Regions from separate parts of the Mus musculus genome. Here all the other regions are linked to region 3. A link is a contact called in public Hi-C and HiChIP or PLAC-seq data. All regions are on one chromosome and are shown on one strand. Each heading gives the region's core, a stretch centred on a gene start, on an enhancer-like site or on the middle of the called end of the contact. The rest is flanking DNA. Distances are from core to core; before and after follow the strand shown. Region 1 has its middle 38 kb from the start of Gm1667. Region 2 has its middle 35 kb from the start of Tas1r2. Region 3 overlaps Arhgef10l (Rho guanine nucleotide exchange factor (GEF) 10-like).

Region 1 (2,700 bases), core at 192-2,691, 660 kb after region 3:
TGTTTTTGTCTGAGGTCTCACTAGGTAGCCCTAGCTGACCTAGAACTCGCTTTATAGACCAGGCTGGCCTCGAACTCACAGAGACTCACCTTCCTCTGCCTCCCAGGTATTGGGATTAAAGGTGAGCACCACCGCATTCAGCTTGTCCGAGTATTTTATCTCAGCAACGGTAAAAACAAAACGAAACAAAGATACCAGGTTAAGGACCCTTCATTAGTCATTTAGTCACTCATTCATTAATTCATTAATTCATTCAACCTCTATTTACTGTAGAGTAGGAAAGCATTTAGTCCCCTGAACCTGGGTTCAGATCCCGCCTCTGCCACCGAGAACATCATGGCTGTCAGCCATCCGTCTAAAGCTCAGCGGTCTCAGCCTGCCCACCTGTAATTAGAGACAAGTTTCCTCTCCTTTGTGGGGGTCGGTCTGAAGAAAAGGAGTCAACCAGACCGGTCATGACACTTGACACCTGCCATAAGGGATGGTCACTTCTGTCAAGATGTCTACAAGCTGCCCGGCTGGATCCTCAGGTACATCAGACATATCAATGACCATAGGACCAAGGGACAAATATCACCAGATAGAAGAGCAGACAGCCTCAGGGAACAGTGGGCTTAAGGACTTGCCCTGGGACCACAGCTGGACTCCAAAGTCCCCATACCTGCTCAGCCAGGTCAAATCATCCACATATCTTATTTCTGTTTCATATATACATATATATATATATATACACATATACACATATACACACCTACACACATACACACATACACACATACACATATACACATATACATATACATATATATAGTATATGTGCGCATATGTATGCACATACATACATATATATAAAATTATGTATCTATTACATATATACATATATTACTTGTGTATATGTACGTACATATATATGCATATACATACATATATGTACACATATAAGCATACACATATACACACATACACACGTTTGCGCACACACACACACACACACACACACACACTTCTTTTGCAATTTTAGGGAGGGATGCAGGCCTGGGTGCACTCCCCATTCCCGGTAGGCTCTGAGTTTTCATCCACTGGCTCACTGGGAAGAATATGTCAGGAAATGGAGGTTTCAGTCAGGAGCACAAACCTCCCTTGTCCAACTGGTAGGTCCCAGAGAGATGCCGAGCCCTCTTCAGCCCAGAGCCTGGGGTCCCACATCAGTATATACAAGGAGACAGAGTCTAGGCCTGCGAGTGTAGAGACGCCAGCCAGCCTTCCCTCCCCTCTGTGGGTTCCCCACTCGCTTCAGATGCCAAGCAACTCCCTGATACAATCAGGAACACGGAGCCTCGGGACTGGCCAAGGTCACAGCCAGACCCTTACTGCAGTCTGCTGGGCCACCATGGTGATCATGAGACCCCAGAAGAGAGGCTCCACAGCCCAGCCACAGCAGAGCCTTGACTCTGCTGCCCTCTGGTGGCTGCTGGCATCAGGTTCCATTTGCAGGTCCCTAGCAGAACCTGGAAGGAGAGTGAGTCTGAGCTCAAGAGGATTAACATGTAGAAAAGGCCACTTTCTCCAGCACAGACTGGAGAGAGGCCACAGGGAAACCCTTAGAGACTGGGCAGTGCAGAGTGGTAAGTATGGAAGAGCCTTGAGCTTAGATACTCGGGCTCTAGCTGGGCCCAACGAGGCTAATTATAAAGGGCCTGTAATCTCTGAGCTTCTCCTCAAGGGGCAAGTCACTTTCTCTTCCCTCAAATCTACCTGCCTGCTCTCATCCTGACCCACAGAACACAGAGCTGCAGCTTTGCACAGGTCCCAAGGCTGTGGGCATCCTCCAGTCTTAGATCGTCTGCCAGTGCCTTGGCCTTCTCAGACAGTCGCACCTCGGCTGCCCTGTTACCCGGTTCCAGTTGCCACAGGTAGGATGCTCCATCAGATACCCTTTGAGCTCAGCCTGAGCTGGGGCTGAGAGGGTGCCAGGCCTCTGGGATGTACCAGCTCCAGCCACTGCCATGTGACCAGTCCTGGCAGAGAAAGGCCGCAGGGCAGAACCCAGTCAGCCAGGCATGTGAGGCCACTGCGATAGAGATCAGTCTGGACCACGAAATTTGGGCTAGCTAATTAGGAGAAACGAGAAACCCAACGTCAGCGGCTGTGTGACCATGGGCCGGTCACTTAGCTTCTCTGAGTGTTTGAATCTGTACAAGGTGGCACACTCAGCGAGAGGAACCATGGAGATTGCATGGGAGATGGATGCTGTGTGCCGTTGTACTGGCTTCTCAGACTGGCTAGGAGCTGATGTGAGCTGAACCACGGGTGGCCAGCGCTGGGAGGCGGGTCTAGGAGGCGGGTCTTGGAGGCGGGTCTTGGAGGCGGGTCTTGGAGGCGGGTCCGCACCGTGCCCCTCCTTCCTTCCTTAGTCCTGTGCAGGTCTCATGTGCTGCCAGGACTCAGTTTTACAAGTGAAGTAACAATTTCAAAACAAACAAACAAAAAAACCCTCCCAAAGCACAGTGTAAGAAACAGTGATGTGGAGAGGGTGGAAGACAGGTGATTTATTAGGTCGCAACAGAGCTGGGATCCAAGTCTTGGGATAGAGAGAGCATGCAATAAGAGCTAATTCATCATCTTCACTATCATTGCCATCTTTATTACCATCTCCATCATCACCTCCTTCATCACTTCTTCAGATAGTGGAGATGATAG
Region 2 (2,700 bases), core at 194-2,693, 850 kb after region 3:
GCTCAGTGAGGGTGAACAGGTAGCCCAAGGTCACACAACTACCATGCGGCATGGCTGGGATTCAAACCCAGGACTTCTGGCTGCGAAGTGAACAGGCTTAAAGTCACTGGTGTGTCTGCTTACAATGGCTCATTTTCTCCCCATTTCCCTGCCCCCAGCTGCTCAGTTTGTGGCTACTCCATTAAGGTCAACCCCAGTTATGGTTGGGGTCACATAGCAAACTTCCTTCCTTGTCTTTCCAGAACTGTCTCTCTGCCTCCGGTAGCTGTGTGACTTTGGAGAAGGCAGTTCCCTCTCTGTTCGCCACCCACTTTCTGCACATGGATATCAGAATGGGAAGCACTGGTGCAGAGGCTGCAAAGTGGATATGTCTTGTTGGAGCTCCATGCCCTCAGCCAGCCATGATGTGGGCCCAGGTGTGAGGCAGGAGCACTGTAACAGGCCCAGGTGGGAGGCAGGTGCACTGTAACAGGCCCAGGTGGCAGGCAGGTGCAGTGTAACAGGCCCAGGTGGGAGGCAGGTGCACTGTAACAGGCCCAGGTGGCAGGCAGGTGCAGTGTAAAAGGCTCAGGTGGGAGGCAGGTGCACTGTAACAGGCCCAGATGGGAGGCAGGTGCAGTGTAACAGGCCCAGGTGGGAGGCAGGTGCAGTGTAAAAGGCCCAGGTGGCAGGCAGGTGCAGTGTAAAAGGCTCAGGTGGGAGGCAGGTGCACTGTAACAGGCCCAGGTGGGAGGCAGGTGTACTGTAACAGGCCCAGGTGGGAAGCAGGTGCACTGTAACAGGCCCAGGTGGGAGGCAGGTGCACTGTAACAGGCCCAGGTGGGAGGCAGGTGCAAACAGGAAGGTGGAAAGGAGAGCAGGTAATCAGGAAATGTCCTGAAATATACCTCATCCCTCGGTGACACATGCCAGCCTCCTACCTCCCAGGTGCCCTCTGAGAGGCTTCCACCTACTTGCTATGGACTGTCCAGAATTACTCTCTGGACTCACCTAAACAGCAGGAAGGAATCAAAAGGCTTAGAGGCCGGGAGGGGCGGGGGGGGGGAGGCCTTGGGTGTTTCTTGGGGTGGAGCCAGTCCAGGGACATACAGAAAGTCCGGTGAGCTGAGGTTAGACCAGGAACTGAGACCTAAGACAGATTTATCTTGTGAAGCCAGGTCATATCTTAGGACGTCCACGCTGAGCCCACTGATCCTGATTGGGAACAGAATCACCCAGAGGCCCCCACCCACCCTTGGCACCTTTCTGAGTACTCGGCCCTTCGTGCCTCCCTCCACAGGCTCATGACATTGTTCTTGGTTAAATACAGACCACGCCTGACCACAGGCCTCTTTGTTTAACTCTCTGTGTGTGAATTCTTTATTCACAGTTCCTTTTAGACCCGTATTTGCTCAAATATTTGGTGACTCAAAGCAGAGGCTGAGAGTTGGGCATCTATTTCCCTAGTGTGGTTGGTAGAGCGCTTGTCCGGCATGCATTCACGGGGCCCTGGGTCCTGCCCCCAGCACTGCATGGGGTGGCTGACGTGCATACTCACAACACTCCAGAGGGAGGCAGAGGCAAGGAGATCACAAGTTCAAGGTCATGGTAAGTTTGGGGCTAGCCTGGGATGCATGAGACCCCCCCCCCCAAGGAAGGAAGGAAGAAAGACAGAGGGTTGGGGAGAGGGAAGAAATGGAAGAAGAAAAAAAGCCCACAGTGGCGGGCAGCTGGGCGTGGCCTGACAGATGGAATCCCTAAACTCTGTCAACGCATGTCATCAATGGTCCTTGTCACAGTCAACTCTTCCTGCAGCAAAGAAAGCACCAAAGGCCCTGCTGTCTCCTGAACCTATATTACCCACAGCAGTGGCCACTGCCGCCGCAAGGCTATCACCACACACTGTAAGTGACAGGCCCCCTTCATCACAACATTGCAACAGCCCTGGGTGTTCCTGGTCTTGTCCATGTGTCCCTCAGAGGACAGGAGGGCATAGGAGGTGGGGTGGGGGAGGGCAGGGAAGATACACCAGAAATGCAAGGTTGCTTCAATTCACATTCTAATGTGCAGAGGAGACAACAAGGAATGCTGGGAAGTTTCTAAAGCAGCTTGGAAAGAGGGAGCTGGAGAAGAAAAGATGTGGTGTTGGAGTAGGTAGCCTTGTGCTAACCCTGGCACCCTCCCTGCCTTGTCGCTGTCCACTGAAGCCACTTCTCTGTGGAGCAGGTGGGAAGACATTCTACCCGCCCTCTTCAGGCACTTCTCATATCCCATGAGCTCGCACCACCCTGGGGACTCTAGGCCAGGAGACACCACAGTTCAGAAAGGCAAGGGTCTGCGCAGGGTCAGTGCAGCCCAATGGTCAGTGCACACAGCCCTGATGGCCTGTCCTGGGCTGTGCACATCCCACGAGTCCCCACTACCGCCCCATCGCCTGTCAGGCTCTGAGAAGCAGCCTTCTCCTGTGTCACAGAGAGGGAAATGAAGGTGTTCAGAAACACATTTTGATTGATGTCATCTAGTTTATAAGAGGAGACCTGGGCTTTCAGCCTTTAGCCTGGACAGAGGTTCTATACTTGAGACAAGCCCTGCCAAGCACTGCAGTGGCAAAGGAGACTGGGGGCAGGAATACACAGAAGGGACAGGCCCGAGGGGCCTTGTACAGGGACTCAGTACAAACTCTCTTCTCTACGTGGCCAAGCTGTCTAGGCTAAAAACTAT
Region 3 (2,700 bases), core at 53-2,552:
GCAGGCTTGTGGGAGTTAAAGAATTCGTTCATGGGCAGAGCGACAGGCACAGACTCGGAGGGGACTCAGTGTTGACCAGTGGCACTTTTTACTGGTGCCCCATGCTGTGTTGGGTCAGCATATACACGCCCTTGGCTCCTTACAGCATTCTGGGGCGGGGTGTGCATGGTCGTCATACCCATTTTAGAGACGAGGAAACAGAGGCTCAAAGAGGTCAAGTCCCTGTGCAAATGGACATGGAAGTTCAGAGCCACAGACTGCTCTGGCCTGGGTAGCTTGCTCTGTATATGTTTACATTCTGAGCTGGAAAGAGTGGTATTGTGTATTGCGGAGGGGGTTCCCAAGTTTTTGTTTTTTTTGTTTTTTTGTTTTTTTGTTTTTCAAGACAGGGTTTCTCTGTGTAGCCTGGCTGTCCTGGAACTCACTCTGTAGACCATGCTGGCCTTGAACTCAGAAATCCACCTGCCTCTGCCTCCTGAGTGCTGGGATTAAAGGTATGCGCCACCACGCCTGGCTCAGTTTTTTTTTTTTAAAGAATTATTTATTTTATGTATGTGAGTACACTGAGGCTGTCTTCAGACACACCAGAAGAGGACATCAGATCCCATTACAGATGGTTGTGTTTGCTGGGAATTGAACTCAGGACCTCTGGAAGAGCAGTCAGTGCTCTTAACCACTGAGCCATCTCTCCAGGCCCCCAGTTTTTAATTTATTAGCTAGGCTGGGATTATAGAAGCAACATTCAGGGGGAGCCTAGAGTTGGAGGACATGCTGAACACATGTGGCCAGAGGACAAGGCGAGGAGTTTGGTGGCTTCCCCGTATAACCTGGTCTCCTACATCTCTGGGGACAGCCGTTCTCACACTTGCCACACGGCAGCGGGCACGGCAGCGGGACAGAGGAGGGCATGCCTGTGGCGAGTGCTTTGTTTTCCTCCTGGGGACCTACAGGAGGATGAGGGGGTTCGGGGCACCCAGCAGCTAATTCTCTCTTTTCTCCTTGGCCCCAGTTACTGTGCCCATTGCTCTAAGGCAGCATTTCTCAACTGTGGGTCACCACCCCTTTGGGGAGTCAAATGACCCTTTTGCAGGGGTCACATACCAGATGTCCTGCATATCTACAATATGACTCATAACAGTAACAAAATTACAGTTATGGAGTAGCAGGGAAGATGGTTTTGTGGCTGGGAAGGTCATTTCAGCATGAGGAACTTTATTAAAGAGGTGCAGCATTAGGAAGGCTGAGTCATAGGGCGTCTTATCCCTGCCCTCCAGGCCTTTCTCTGGGTCTCAGCTCCCCTTAAACCTCCTTCCTGCCCAGCACTCTGACAACCTAGAGCAGCCACTGGGGCGTGGCACGACTTGGGATGAAGGCCCTGTCCAGCCGCTGTGTTTACCAGGCAGTGGTTCTCAGTGAGCTGGGTGTGGTTGGGGTGGGGTGGGGGAGGGACTCTTGGTCTCTAGCATCAGCAATGGGGGCTGCACGCTCTCAGGGCCTCTCCCCTCCCCTCCAGCCCCCCTGTATCTGGTAGCATCTGTGGAGGGAAAAGGTCTCGGGTTTGAAGGAAATCGTCACGCTTTTCAGATGAGTTGTGGTCTTGGCAAAGTCCCTCCCCATCCAGATGGGGACACTAAGACTCTGAGAAGCTTAGGCAGGCGTGTCCTTAGAATCAAGGCCATGCTGGTCACAAGTCCCAGGACTCTGCGATCCTTTGCCTCCTGGCAGGTACTAACGTGGACGTTGCCTCTCCCAGAAGCTCCTGTGTCTGTCCTCCACGTCTAATTTTTTCCCTCAGTGCTTGGCATATCAGCTCATAGCGATTGGCTGTTGTTGTCTCTACCCAGTGCAGTTCCCCAGAGGGCAGAGCCTACACCTGCCCCTGCCTGTTCTCAGCACCAAGTGGGAAGAAGAGACATGCAGGGTGGTCCCGGAGCAATGCGGGGGGAGGGGGGGGACGGATAATGTCAGGCACCCCAGTGAAGTGAGGGTGAAAGACCATGGGGAAGGGTGTATGGGGCCAGCCACTGACCTGTGCCCTTCTTTCCCATAGGTGACATTCCCTGGGACCTGGAGAGCCCTCCCATGTGCATAACTGTGGGCCCAGGGCCGATTCGAACACTGCTGAGCCTGGAAGATGCTGCATGGGCCAGCTGCGGGCCGAGGGTCACTGTACTAGATGCCGCCACTTTGCAAACTCAGGTACCCATACCCAGGCCTCGTCTGTCACTGCTGGGTGGAGACACACCCATCTGTGACCTCTGCCCTTTAAACAGAGGTGTTGAGGCCCCTGGGTCCTGTCTCGTCCAGTTGTAGGCAAAGCTGTGTTGTCTCTGCTGGGATGAGGGCCTGGCTTCACGGGCCCACTAAGCTCATCGGCCCCACCTTGCTACATCCTATGTTCCATCCTTAGTGGCTGGTATGAGCTTCGGTGGCTTCCCAAATGGTATTTTGGTGACATTTGCCATTGTTGATTCGTTTAGGTTATTGATTGATCAGATATGGCGCCAGAGCCAGAGGGGAGCCTGGAAAGGTCCCCAGACAGGCAGGCTCCTCTGGCATGCCCCCACGTGCAGGGTTGTTTTCTCGTCTCCGTTAGGTTCTCCTCCTTGGGCACCTCTAATCTGATGATTGATAGCTCAGGCGCTAGGCAGAGCTTGGTGCTGTTCGCTTGTAGGTAGTCAGGGAAGGGGCCTGGAGGAC

The links. A called contact is a pair of places that touch in the nucleus more often than the background predicts. HiChIP or PLAC-seq counts read pairs in DNA pulled down with a chosen protein or histone mark.
Region 1: a contact with region 3 is called in a Hi-C map of the N1E-115 cell line, with 5 times the contacts expected there. The contact joins two enhancer-like sites. A contact is called at or near these places in 1 of 39 promoter capture datasets (hippocampal neurons), 5 of 15 datasets of contacts at CTCF or cohesin (embryonic stem cells, hippocampal excitatory neurons, large pre-B cells and 2 more), 131 of 484 Hi-C or Micro-C datasets (the AML12 cell line, B cells, the Ba/F3 cell line and 72 more), 10 of 115 datasets of contacts at active chromatin or transcription factors (astrocytes, bone marrow-derived dendritic cells, differentiating embryonic stem cells and 7 more) and 1 of 9 other capture datasets (embryonic stem cells).
Region 2: a FOXA1 HiChIP or PLAC-seq map of pancreatic cancer cells shows a contact between it and region 3. The contact joins two enhancer-like sites. A contact is called at or near these places in 3 of 484 Hi-C or Micro-C datasets (cerebellum, embryonic fibroblasts and reprogramming fibroblasts), 1 of 115 datasets of contacts at active chromatin or transcription factors (pancreatic cancer cells) and 1 of 9 other capture datasets (embryonic stem cells).

What each region holds. Positions count from the first base shown.
Region 1 is chr4:139,871,547-139,874,246 of GRCm38.p6, reverse strand. No RefSeq gene overlaps it. Among named protein-coding and RNA genes, the nearest start is that of Gm1667, 38 kb to the left of the region's middle. Within about 2 kb of position 1,441, at least 11 of the 459 cell types and tissues checked have an H3K27ac peak or open chromatin away from gene starts, as enhancers often do. A contact at or near this core is called in the N1E-115 cell line, where this site is marked.
Region 2 is chr4:139,686,879-139,689,578 of GRCm38.p6, reverse strand. No RefSeq gene overlaps it. Among named protein-coding and RNA genes, the nearest start is that of Tas1r2, 35 kb to the right of the region's middle. Within about 2 kb of position 1,443, at least 14 of the 459 cell types and tissues checked have an H3K27ac peak or open chromatin away from gene starts, as enhancers often do. A contact at or near this core is called in pancreatic cancer cells, where this site is marked.
Region 3 is chr4:140,536,268-140,538,967 of GRCm38.p6, reverse strand. It overlaps Arhgef10l (Rho guanine nucleotide exchange factor (GEF) 10-like), which reads left to right. Exons shown (of 29, transcript NM_001290803.1): 26 at 2,051-2,199. Among named protein-coding and RNA genes, the nearest start is that of Gm42335, 67 kb to the left of the region's middle. Within about 2 kb of position 1,302, at least 48 of the 459 cell types and tissues checked have an H3K27ac peak or open chromatin away from gene starts, as enhancers often do. A contact at or near this core is called in the N1E-115 cell line and pancreatic cancer cells, where this site is marked.